Linked DNA regions of Mus musculus: region 2 is linked to region 1. A link is a contact called in public Micro-C data. All regions are on one chromosome and are shown on one strand. The core of a region is the stretch at or near the end of the contact, and the rest is flanking DNA. Distances in the headings are between cores, read along the strand shown. Region 1 has its middle 44 kb from the start of Mrps22. Region 2 has its middle 36 kb from the start of Gm39411.

Region 1 (6,619 bases), core at 1,500-3,999:
TCAAGGAGGCTCAAGTCCATGGCCAGCCTTACACAGACCCACTAACTCCCAAAACCAACCGTGTTAACAATTCATGAAGATGTACGTGTTCCTGAGGCATCGGGATGTCCCTTAGGGAAGGGGCCCGCAGACAGCCCGAAGCTTGAGCCTGTCTCCATGGCCGCTCTCCAACCAGTGCTGGACAAGCTACTGAGACAAGCCATCTCTCTTCCTCACTCTCTGGGAGGAACTCAGGTTTGTCCTTTGCTGATGTTAGTCAGCCTGACATGGGGAACATCTTTGAAAACACTCACATTTCCTGGACAGGCTGCAGACCTTAAAAGGTGATGGTCAGCTGGCTTCGTGAGGAGCCTCTGATACCTGAGCCCTCTGAAGAGGTTCTGCATAGACAGGCATTTAAAATAACCCCCCATTCACATGCATGACTTGATTGTCATCATCCCTACAAATGGTAACATGACTCACTTCAACCCTCCGCAGCTGCTGAGGAACAAGAGCAGAAATCAAACACTGGGCTCTCCTCTGAGCATCCTGATGCTGCATCTGTAAAATGGGATAACATCAGGATGAGCTAATCCATGAGAGAGGCAGCCAGCCCACTGCCTTGCCATCTGTGTTTCCAATATGACTTTTATGGCTTCTAACATGGTGCCTACTTCTAAGCTTTGTCTGCAGCGAGCTCGTCTTTCTCAAATTCCTCTGGGTTTGGCTAAGAGCAATCTGTTTTTCCTACATTTGTCAAGTGGCTTGAAATCCCCAGTACCCATTCATGTCCCTTCCAAGGGTTAGCGGAGCACCTCTCGTTATCTTTCATCACACCCCCCCCCACACACACACACACACACGAGGGGTAAAAATTACATTTGAGAAGAAGTCTGGCTATTGATGCCTGTAAAATGGAGAGTTTGGCGAGACTCAACTCGCCTGGGTCAGAGTGGGAATGAGGCCCAAAAGCAGTCCTGAGCATCTTTAATGATGTGTAGAAAGAGAGGGGCCTCTGCCCGCCTGGGCAGATGGACACAGCTGTTAACAGAAAAGGCCCCGATACTGCAACCGGCATGGTGAAACGATCCCCGAGATGCTTCCTAGCAGAGTTAAGAAATTTTTTGTTGATCGTGCCTTTGAACTAAGGTCATTTAAGTATACAACAGATGTTCCTCTGAGGGAAACAGACTTATAAAGTCAAGAACACAGAAGGGACCTAATGGTTCACTGGGGGTGGCGCATTAAGTTCATAGCACTTCAGCTCCTCGCAACGTTAAACAAAACAATGACGCAATTTTATGCACAGTAAAGACCTGTCAAAGCAGTCATCCTGGGCAGTGGAGGTCCTTTCAGTCATTCTTTCTCTAAAGATAAACGGAGGCATGGGGATGGACATGCTGGCTGCTGTGGTGAGGCGGTCCTTTGTGTGGTACCCCAGCCACTCAAGGCTGAATCACCAAGGATAGCGGGAGGCTAGAGCATGGGGGAGAGGATGGGACAGATGTGAATACAACAGCAGAAGAGCTGTGCTCTCGTGTCTTTCTTCCTGCCTGGGTTAGCCTGCCAATGGGCTGAATCGGTGGTCACCGGAAGGTAAGGTTGGCAAGGGACTGGGGTAATACCCACTGCCTCATAAGCCCCTTCCAGCCTACATTGTCACATGTCAGACTCTGCCAGGAGAGCCTCGTCATAGAGACTATTTACCAAGTAGCTGCTAAGTGTTAGGCACACTACTGCAGTGTGCTCTCTTGAGTCATGTCTGTACCCCTGGAGCAAGGCTGGAGACAAGTGAATTTGAAGTCAGCAAGACCAGGAGATCCTCACCCTGGCCTCCATCAGCTGTGTGACCTCTGGGAAATCACTTTACCACTCTGAGCCTTGTTTTCCCTGTGGAGTGATCAGACTTACGACACAGGTCACATCAATGGGGCTCGAGGGAGGGGAAAAAAATAGATAAAATTCTCAGTATGGTTCCTGGCACAGTGGGCATGTTTCTCCTCCCTTCTCAGACAGCACACCACCCATGCCTTCAGAGAGCTTACCATCCGGATGGACAGGCAAGCTCCGTGCACACAGGCAGAGGGTTCTCCCAGGTCATGAAAAGGCTACAGTAATGAAAAGCACAAACATATAGGTGCTTTTAAAGTGGAGTGGAGGGTGGCCACTTTGGATGATCAAGGATGGCGTTTGGGAGGTAGAGGTCTTTGGTGGAGCTGGCAGATCCCAGAAATGGAAAAACAGACATTCAAATCAGGCACAACGGGGGAACACTCTCCTAGTGCTGAAGGTCACATTTGAGGTCATTGTCGAGACAGCCAATCTGGTTGAGTGTGGAGTTCAGTGTGTTAATAGGTAAACTCTAAGATCCTTGGACGCCGAGCTTAGCTTTCCCTGAAGAGAGCATTAACTCATATAGCTCTTTGAAACAATAAACAAAATCAAATTAGTGTTTAAGAGTTATCCAGACAATGAGTGGGGGGAAACCTGACACATTCCCCATTCCTGTGTTCATGGCAGTACTACTAGTCTATCTCTTTGCAGAGGCAAGCAGAGAGTTTAGCAACTGTTACAACATTCTTATCCTGGAGTGAAGAAGGTGCACTCTGGGTATTTAAGAGTGAGTTTTATTCCACTTGAAGGGATAATAAGGAGTAAAGGGGCTCGTTGTTAAAGTTTTGTGATCTTCCATCTGCAGAGCTCAGGGTGCCAGAGTCCTCTCTGCTTTCTAGCTGCAGTGTTCACCATCCTGAGCAGTCTCTGGTGCCCCCTGTTGGATGCCAGATGTAAGTCTGACTGCTGCAGTCTGAGCCTGGAGGGAGAGGGACTGGAGCCTGGTGGGGTCTGGCTGCGGGGCCTCTGTGTCTGAGGTTCAGTAGAAAGTGGTGAGCTGTGGTCTGCCATCTGCACCCACGCTGGCAGCCATGTACGGCTGAGATGTCTGACTGTTTGGGCAGGATCTTGGCAAGCTTGGCCTGACTCTGGAAGCAGGGTGGAATTTTTCTGAAATGACAGAACCATTTAAATATCTCAGGGTTTTCTAAAGTCACCAGAAATAGAAGGCAAGTCTGCCTCTCATTGGTGAAGTTTCCTTTTTATTTGTAAATAGAGCCAGTTGTCACCTGGAGGTGGCAGCTCCCTAGGCCCACTGAATTCAACCCTCCCTTGCAAGAGACAGCAGTGGCCACCCTTCAACCAGAGCTCTCTGTCTCTGTCAGGGCCTGGCTTCATGTCCCCTGGCATTCTAGGGAGTTCCAGAGTGGAAGGTCAGCTCACTGAAGAAGCCTCTGCTATAACCTGGAGAGGGACCATACAGCTGTTGTCCTGGGGGTGCCCACAACCATGCTCCAGCCCTGCCAACCACTGATCATCCACTCCTTAAACCCTAGCAAATGCTATGCCTCAGCCTCTGAGAAAGCCCAGAGGCCCAGCCACTCTCCCATCCATTCTCCCAGTCATCACCCACCCAGAGGACCATAGCAACCTCCTCCGTGGTCTCCTCCCATACCTGCCACCTTTCTGCCCAGTACCAAGTAATCTATCTGAAGAGCAGAGGCTGATCTGGAGCTGGTCTGGGTGCATGCACACAAGAGTGAAGGGACTGGCACTTTCCTCGTCCCCATTTTATAGATAAGGAGACAACAGAATGCTAAATAGTACAGTGGTGGTGACATTCCTATTGGAGGCAGAAGCAGGATGGAAACCCAGCTTGTCCAAAATCAAGAGGTTAACCTCAAACTCTCCTGGCTCCCTGTACAACCACTTGCTGTGTGCCAGCTCTGTGCTGGCAGGTCACAGGCTGCCCACTGCACAAGAAGTCACAGTCTTGTCAGACTGTCCCTGAACTCTAAGGCTCTTACCCCTCTCACTCCTCTCTGGCCAGCCTGGACTAGGGATGCAAGTCAAAACATCCCTTTAAATTTGAACTTCAGATCAGCAACAAACACTCTTTTAGGATAAATATATCCTGAGGTATACTTATGCTGGAGAAATGTCCATGGCCTCTGTGAAATCTGCCGCTTGTGTTTGCCGTTTGTGTGTATGTATACAGGCTATTGAAAGCTGGAAGGGGCCTCTGTTCCTCCTACTGGATGATGCAGTTTTGGCCAGCAGTGTTCTATTCTGCCTGCCTGGGTCTCTTGTCCTTTGTGCTTGGCTAAGGTATCCCCCCATCAGGAACTCCTTCCTGATTCCCAAGCTAAACTAGACACCCCGTTGCTTTGCCTCAGAACCTCCTCTTCTTCATGTAACCTGTGGCCATGTATCACCCTCCCACCCCCACCCTTCAGTCATGAGCTCTTCTGGTGCCTGCAGCTCATGGTTCATGCCACTCACTGTGTTATTAACTCTCCCTGCTCTTGGCCCGGCTGGCCCTTCTTTGTGGAAGCCCTCTGTTTATCTCCCCATACCCCAGTTTAGCAGATTCACTATGGTCGATGATGGCAGCTCTGTCTGGGGTTTGTAAGAGTGGGTCCTAAGAGCTGTTCCTGCCCTCTGGAAGCTCACAGTGCTGGAAGGTGGCATAGTGTAGAGTGTATCTCTGGTTCAGTGTGCAGAGGAAGTCAGGAAAATAGCCTGGCACCAACATGTGGGGCAGTGGCACCTTCAGGCCTCTTGCCCTTGGTCCTGAAGATTTCTAAACAGACCTGAACCACAGGGAATCTTGGGGACTTTCTGCTCCTGGATCAGCAAGAACAGGGACTCTGCTCACTACTTCCCTCATTGCTCCCCAGGTCCCTAGCTCCTCCCTGGCTGCTGTGAATTATAAGTAACAGAAGCCATGACTCAAACTTCCACCTTCTCTCATGCCCAGGAAGCCAATTCAGTGGTATGGGTGTCTCTGGAGCCCAGGTCTTCTCTCTCTCTCTCCTTCTGTGTGTTTGGATGGGTGCCAAGGTTAGGATGGTTCTCTTGAGGTCTCAAGGCAGTGGCACGTGCACCTGTGTGTTCCTTTGTTCACACCCAGTCTGGGTATGGGTGAGAATCGGTTTCCCCAATCATGGCACATAAGTCCTTCTCGACATCCTGATGAGGACAAGGACCCACTCTGGAATGGGGACAGATGACAAGGAAACCCCACGCTCTCATAGCTTGGGGCCAAGCCTGCCAAACAATTATACAACACTTAGCACTTCACTTCAACTCAGCATCCTAGATCACAAGGAGCAAGCGCCAGTTTCTGTTTATCAAGCAGTTAAGTACAAGTAATTTAATAAATATGTCCCAACAACTTAGCAACTGTTAGAAAACATATTGCACATAGATTAAAAGAAAAATAATTATTGTCAGCTGACCACAATTACTGATGGCATATGCGTGCCAGTTGGACACTGAACAATTTCTCAACACTGGGAATTGGTCTGCATACCAATTCTCCTGTTTTCTTATTTACACAAATTCTTGTTTGGTACTTGATTTTTCCCCCCTAGTAATGACCACTAAAAACCTGGCTTCTCGGAGTTAACCTGTCATTAGAACTGAGAATGTGAGCTGCCGTGAGCTGGCAGGTATCATGATTCCAGCATGTCACTGTGTTTCCTAGAAAACGGAGACCGTCACCTGGGAATCACCTATGGCGTTGGTGTGTTGACTGGGAACCATGGTCTTGGTTGACTCTTGGGTCTCATGGAGCTGAGTGCACAGGGCAGCAGTACCCAGACAAAGCAGAAGCCCTGCCTGGTTAAGAGAACAAGGAAAGGGCATGGGGGAGGGGCAGGATCAGTGAATGTTGACCTACGAGGTGAATATTGCATAGAAAGGAAAGACATCTCCAAACCCGTGTTCTGGTGCTCCCATTGCGAACAGGGGAGTTTGCGGCTGAATCCAAGTGACTGCCTGAAGTCTCACCTGTAGTGTGGGTGGTCCAGCCTGTCACCTCTTTAGTGCAAGCTGGCCTTGAGCCCTGCTTAGGAGTCCCTGTCACTTGGTTCATTTCCAGCTCTTCTCGCCCCAGTGTCTGAGTGAGATCTCTGAGATACGTCACTCCTGTCCATGAGGCCACCCTGTCCAGGATTCAAGGACGCCTGTTGCTCTAAGCACAATTGACTGGGCACTGTAGCACTACCAGAAGCCAGGTAGCCCCTGACCTTATACCCTCTGTAGCAGGCAGTCCTGGCTTTTCTGAGAGCTAGCTAGACTCCAGGCTTGAGCCTAGGTAAACTAGGAGGTGTGACTCGAACATGGCTCTTCCTCTCCATCCTCACCCAGAAAGAGGGTCCAGTCGTGACCACTCCCACTCCAGTGTGAACCTGTTCCAGGATCCCCAGAATCTCCAGGAAGTACCCGCAGCCTGTGTCACTGAGGCCTTTGGGGGACCCCAGTGCAATTCCCCCTTGGCTACTGCTCAGCCTTATCGGGGCTGGTGTCCTTGCTCCCAAGCCAACTGAGTTCAGACAATCTCGGAGCAGATTGTGTTCCCAAGCCTCTGTGGCAGCCAGAGCTTTGATAACCACCTGGTGGAGTGGCCTTCAACTCTCCTCCCAAAGCAGCCGGCATGAGAACCATCTGCAGTCAGGCCTCTGGCCAGCTGAAAAAGTAAGGCCCTACGTGGGCTGGAGAGAGGCAGCACAAAGCAGCTGCAAAACAGTGTGAACCTCTCCCTTTCTGCACTTTTAGAGCTCTTCAGCTCCCCTGGAAT
Region 2 (6,038 bases), core at 338-2,837, 69 kb before region 1:
TCAGGAGCAAAAGCCCTCATCCGCGTGTTCAAGTATTATTAGGAGACAACGCCACGGCGCACACCGGCCTTTCGGTCCAGTGTCTTTAATTGCTTTGTGTTTCGACTCTTAGCTTGTGTTAGTTCCTCAGATGTTTCTAGCGTTGGTCTGTGCTTCTAGGCCAAGTGCAGCTCCTGCTTCCCAGTACACACCACAGGCATCCCTGCCTCCGTACCATGGTGTCGGAAGCAGCCTGCACCTTCCTCAGTGTGCTAGCGGACACACTAGCTCAGCACAGATGTGGCAGACAGTCCTTGGCAAGGCCCTGCCCCATCTCAGCACCTCCAGTCACCTTGGAGACGTGACCTTGGTCTCAAGCCTTTGTCTCCCTGCTGGGAAGCTTGCCTCTTTCCCATGCTGGGACCCAGGGAGAAGACGAGGAGATCCCCAGAGAAGTTCATTTTCTGTGACTTAGAAGAGTGTGTTAGCTTCTAAAGAGTCCACTGCTGACCTCGGGTATGTACATGACAGTGGAGGTCACTTGATAGGCAGGTAAGTGCTGCAAGAAGGGACCCATCTTTTTTATTTTTTAATTTGCTCTTGAGAACTTCCTGTGGATAAGGACACTTGACAGCAGAATCGTAAGAGCTGTCACCAGCGTTTGAGTTCCTGTGGTGCTGTGAATGGTTTCCACTGAGGCCTGTACTGTGGGGATCACTCCAGTCGACTCCAAGTGTCCTGGCCTCTCTTAGTGGAGCTATGCCTAGAAAAGAAGAACAGGGAGACCTAGATCATGTATTCAACTGACCCCTTGAATACTTTCAAGTGTCAGACATTTGTTCTTGAATGCTTTGGTGCTGGGTGGTGGTGGTGCACGCCTTTAATCTCAGCACTTGGGAGGCAGAGGCAGGCAGATTTCTGAGTTCCAGGCTAGCTTGGTCTACAGAGTGAGTTTCAGGACAGCCAGGGCTACACAGAGAAACCCTGTCTTAAAAAAAGACCAAACCAAACCAAACCAAACCAAACCAAAACAAAACAAAACAAAACAAAACAAAACAAACAAAACACCAAGAATGAGGTCTGGCTTTTGTCCCCAGGGACCTAGGAAGAGCCTGGCACACACAAACCCCTGTGTGTCAGTTATCATTCTCTGCCCTAGTTTCTCACTGCACAGATAAAGTATCTAAGTCCCAGAGAGGGAAAGGAATCAGGTCAGGGTGGCACAGAGAGTGAGTCTGACAACGAAGGACAAGGGGGATTTGCGTCTCGTGTTCCCTGGAAGTCACCTGCCTATCAAGTGATGTGTACTGTCATGAGCATACCTGAGGCCGACAGTAGACTCCTTAGAAGCTAATGCACTCTGCACCCCCAGGGCTGGCTTGGCATGACCCCCAGCCCCCGTGCCCTTTCCCTGAGTTCCCAGGCAAAGAAGACAGCTTGAGCAACAGCTTCGGTGCAGTCTAGGTCAGGGGATGGGGTGGCCTTCTTCTCCCACCCCGTCAGAGCCCAAACCACACGGCCATGGCTATCAGGCTCCAGCTAGGACTACCCGGGCTGTGCCGGGAGGTGCTGGGGCTTGAAGCATGGCTCAGGACAGGATGACACGGCTGGTGGAGATAATTTCAATCTGCATCTCCAGACAGAGGGAGAAACATAAACACAGGCTGCTGGGCCAGCAGCCCTGGCCGTGGGCAGTGGCCATCATGTGCTCACAGAGCCCACTGTAGGGCTGTCCCCATGTCCTGTGAACAAAGGGATACAGCCGTTTTGACTGCAGACATCTCTACAGGCCAGCCTCATCTGTAGAGTGTCTGAGTGGTGAATTTGGCACGCATGCGTGTGCATGTGTGTGTGTGTGCGTGTGTGTGTGCATGTGTGTGTGTGTGTGTGTGTGTGTGTGTAGGGATGGTGGGTGTTATGAGGAGGGCCATGTCCACTGGCAAAGCTTGGTCCCATCCCACTCTGCCTCATAAGTCCATAGGGCCCTCCTTCCATGGCTCACTTGCTTCCTCCATGCCTCAGTTTCCTTCTCTGTAAAATGGAGATTATTTTAGATGGAACTTTATAGTGTCATTTGAGCTTATTGGTTCTACAAACCATTATCACCACCTCTTGTTCTCAACCTTCAGGCTATGATCTCTTTGTGGGTCAAAAAAACCCCATTTTCTTGGGGGTGGGGTCATATATCAGCTATCCTGCATATCAGATATTTATATTACAACTCATAACAGTAGCAAAATTACAGTTGTGAAGTAGCGACAAAAATAATCTTATGGTTAGGCGTCACCACAACACGAGGAGCTGTATTAAAGGGTCGCAGCATTAGGAAGGCTGAGAAGCCCTGGTCTAGAGATGCCAACTGTAAAGAAAGCCCACACAGCCTCCCTCCCTCCCTCTCTCCTGGAGCTGAGATGGCAGCTAAGATGCATGCTGGGTATAGGCCTGGAGCGGGGCCAGCACGCAGGAGTGGCTGGTAGTGTGTATGGTGGTTGGTATAATTAACTACTGACAACGCGCACCACCACAGCCTGGTTTGCCTCTCAGTCTTCTCACTCTGTTTCGACTGACTTGGATCTCAATTGCTACTTAGTTGTACTCTCCTCCAAGAAGCCTTCCAGGATTTCCCACAGCTAAATTACTACTGCCTTCCCGACTCACCCTGCCCATCTTACTACAGCATTTACTACTGATCTCTGTCATGTCAATGTACAAACTTGTATCCAAACTTGGCTGTATATTCAAGATGTGCAGGGTCCTGCCTGCACATCCCGCTTCCTTCCCTAGGGCCTGGCACATTGCAGATGCCCATTGTGGGTTTGTTGACTGAAGATGAGTCTAGCCATCACTTTCCCTCTTGGGACATCTTTAAGTTATGAGAGTCTGTGACTAAGAATCACTAAGGATCAGATCGAGAATGGGGTTGTGCATATGGGGCACCGAGTCATGATCACTGGCACTTATTAGTGTCCTTACAATGGCTAAACACCGTTAGGGGGCCTTAATCTTTAGCCCACTCCTGTGAGGTCTGAAGGATTATTTCCCTACCAATTTTGGATAAGAAAATAGAAAGAGTGGTTAAGTACCTTGTCCAAGGTCCCCGCTTGGGAATACACATGGAGTCATGACTCAAACCTACTCAGGATATAGCTAGAGCCAATGCACCAGCATGTATGTGTGCGTATGTGTGTGCGTGTGCACGTGTGTGCAAGTGTTCATGTGTGCATGTGTGCATGTATGCATGTGCATGTGCTGGTTAGTGGGCAGATAGGCACATCTGCTTAGGGCTGGTATATTCTGGGCAGCTCCCATTGTGCTTGCTGGGCAGGCTCTGGCTCTAGATAGACCCAAGGCGAGAGGGGACACCTGTTAGGGGTGCACATTTAGGTCACAGGCGCTCGTCCACGTCGCCAGGCTTCATACAATCTAGTGTGGGGATCTGACCTCCTTATGCGGTGGGGGAAAAGATTTCTGAATAGATTGCCAACCAGGCCCTACCCCTGAGGAGCCATCAGGCCAAGGGATGAGACAAGACCGTGAGGATGCTCAGCATGGCTAGGGACCCTCTGGAAGAATGTACATGTGTAGTACCCAGTACTGCCTGGTGGGCTGGTGGGGCAAGCTTGGAGGGTGTCGTAGTTCTGAAGGATGAACTTAAGACAGCTAAAGATAAAACGGGGGTGGGGGGTTACTCCAGGGGCCTGCAGGGAACATAACTGGCTGGTAGGAAGAGAAGGCTTCAAGAAATACTCAGTAGCCTGGTTAGGATGGAGGGCAGTGTCTTCATGCTCCCACATACACTGGAACATTTGCAGAGGCGGTGACTGGAAGCCTACACTGACATTTTCCATATACGTGTTTTCTATAAAGTGTCATTTTTCAGGAACATTTAGTTATTGACATTTGAATGTGAATAAGGTTATTTCATTTCTTCTCCCTTGAAACGCTTTAGCCCTTTGCGTGGGGATGAATGTTGAGTGTTCAAGAGTCCCACACGCTGCCTCTCCCGTCACATTCCATGCGGCTCTCAAGCCCCCTGGAACCTGTTGACACTCAGCTTATAGCCCCTCTGAGACCAAACAATCTTGTTTGCCCTGTCTTGCAGGAAGCTGAGAAACCTGATACCTGCCTCATGTTCACCTCTTGCTCGATCTCAGGGAGGAAGAGGCCCTTCTGGCCTTCTGGTACAGGAGCCTGGCTTGGCTCAGGCTGCAGACTCTAGAGCCTGGCTCTGAGGGACTTAGGGCGGTGTTGGGTGGCCCCCTGGCCAGACCACTGTTCCTGTGACCAGCCCTGCCTTGCTCCCAGACATGGCACCCTCTTTGTGACAGATGAAAAACTGTAGGCAACATGGCTCTGACCCCACAAATTCTGAGAGAGGAAAGACTCAAGAAAGAGCCATTCTCAGTTGCGTATGTCCCTGTTGGGGTCCTGAAGTGTTGGATGCCCTGGAACTACAGTTACAGGTGGCTGCGAGAGACCCCATGTGGGGGCTGAGAATCAAACCTGGGTCCTCTGTGAGAGCAGCCAGTGGTTCTAACCACTGAGCCATCTCTCCAGCCCCCTTTTCTTTTGAGATAAGATTTTATCTAGCCCAAGCTGGCCTTGAATTTGCTTGGGAGACAGGATGAGTTTGCATTTTGGATCCTCCTCCTGTCTCTATCTCCCGAGTGCTGGGATTATAGCCATGTACTACCAGGCTATTTCATTAGTGCTTGGTTGGTTGGTTGGTTGGTTGGTCGGTCGGTTAACGGAGCTGTAGTGTCAAGCCCAGGGCTTTGTGTGTGCTAGGCAAGCATTCTACAACGTGAACTACATTCCTTACCCATCTCTAACGTTGTTGTGGTTGGTTAATGAGGTCTGTGGTCTTAGACCTATGTTTCCTGGATAGCTGGGGAAAAAAACCAAAAAAACACCATTATGCATGTATGCATGTTGTCCCAGAGTAATTATGAGCAATGGTCCCTTTTAATGTCCCACAATTGCCCCTGTTTGTGCTGTAATTGATCATTTACATGATCACCCTGGTCCGAGTTGTGGGCGGGGCTTCATTCATCAGTGCTCACTTACCTAAGTGCAATGGTGCGTTGAAGAATAATATCCCTTCTCCCCTGTCCAAGCCTGCCAACATGGACAATAGGGGTCCAGTACCAATGTGAGTGGGGCCAGTTCGAGAGCACACAGGATTGGACATACAGCACTTGGGAGCTTGGTCAACAAAGATCCTGACTCTGGAGTTTGGAGAGTGAAGTATCCCAGAGCTCAATTCGGCTGGTTGCACGGAGGCCTGTGCCCAGAGCTGGGGGCCAACACAGTTGTGCCAGGCCTAGGGAGACTATAGTTCAAAGAAATATGAACTATTGGTCTGGATTAACTCTTAGTGTGTTTTCCTGATAATAATAGCAGTAGTCATTATGTAATTATAACTATCTTTAATTAAGTCTCACTTAATTGCCAGGTTATAGATACTTGTATCTGAAAAAAAATGCACATATATATATATGTGTGTGTGTGTGTGTGTGTGTGTGTGTGTGTATAACATACATCTTTATGTATTAAATATATATGAGAAATAACATGTATACACATCTACACATACACATGAACACACACATCTACACATACACACACACACAAATACACATACTCCTTAAATTAATCCACAGTTGCTGGGGATGGGAGGGACAGAGATATGAAGGGACAGTCATGGAAGATATGAAGGGACAGTTGTGTCACATCATTAGTAAATGGCTCAGTTCTGTGTGACCTTGGGGTCTGTGCCCCTTGTTGTCATCCCTTCATCCTTTATCCTCTCTGTCAGAATCAAGTATGCCACTTGCATAAGCCTGCCAGTGTAGACTGGGACTGACCGATTAGGAAGGAGGGGACCTTTCTGTCCCAGCTTGTCCCTTGCCCTCCCTGGGCCAGACCTGCCCTGGAAAGGCCACGCTCGGGGCCACATGAGTTGCCGCTAAGCTGTCTTTCATCCGCTCCTGCGGTGATTTGTTCAGCGTGCAGTGCAAATTTCCCTGTCTCAAGACATGGAATCTGGTACAGCTTTG

Evidence for each region. Hi-C and Micro-C count contacts between places; a contact is called where the count stands out from the background.
Region 2: a Micro-C map of granulosa cells shows a contact between it and region 1, with 4 times the contacts expected there. The contact joins two enhancer-like sites. A contact is called at or near these places in 1 of 15 datasets of contacts at CTCF or cohesin (pro-B cells) and 6 of 484 Hi-C or Micro-C datasets (Sertoli cells, cumulus cells, granulosa cells and 2 more).

Annotation. Positions count from the first base shown.
Region 1 is chr9:98,642,096-98,648,714 of GRCm38.p6, reverse strand. No RefSeq gene overlaps it. Among named protein-coding and RNA genes, the nearest start is that of Mrps22, 44 kb to the right of the region's middle. Within about 2 kb of position 2,749, at least 9 of the 459 cell types and tissues checked have an H3K27ac peak or open chromatin away from gene starts, as enhancers often do. A contact at or near this core is called in granulosa cells, where this site is marked.
Region 2 is chr9:98,710,385-98,716,422 of GRCm38.p6, reverse strand. No RefSeq gene overlaps it. Among named protein-coding and RNA genes, the nearest start is that of Gm39411, 36 kb to the left of the region's middle. Within about 2 kb of position 1,587, at least 4 of the 459 cell types and tissues checked have an H3K27ac peak or open chromatin away from gene starts, as enhancers often do. A contact at or near this core is called in granulosa cells, where this site is marked.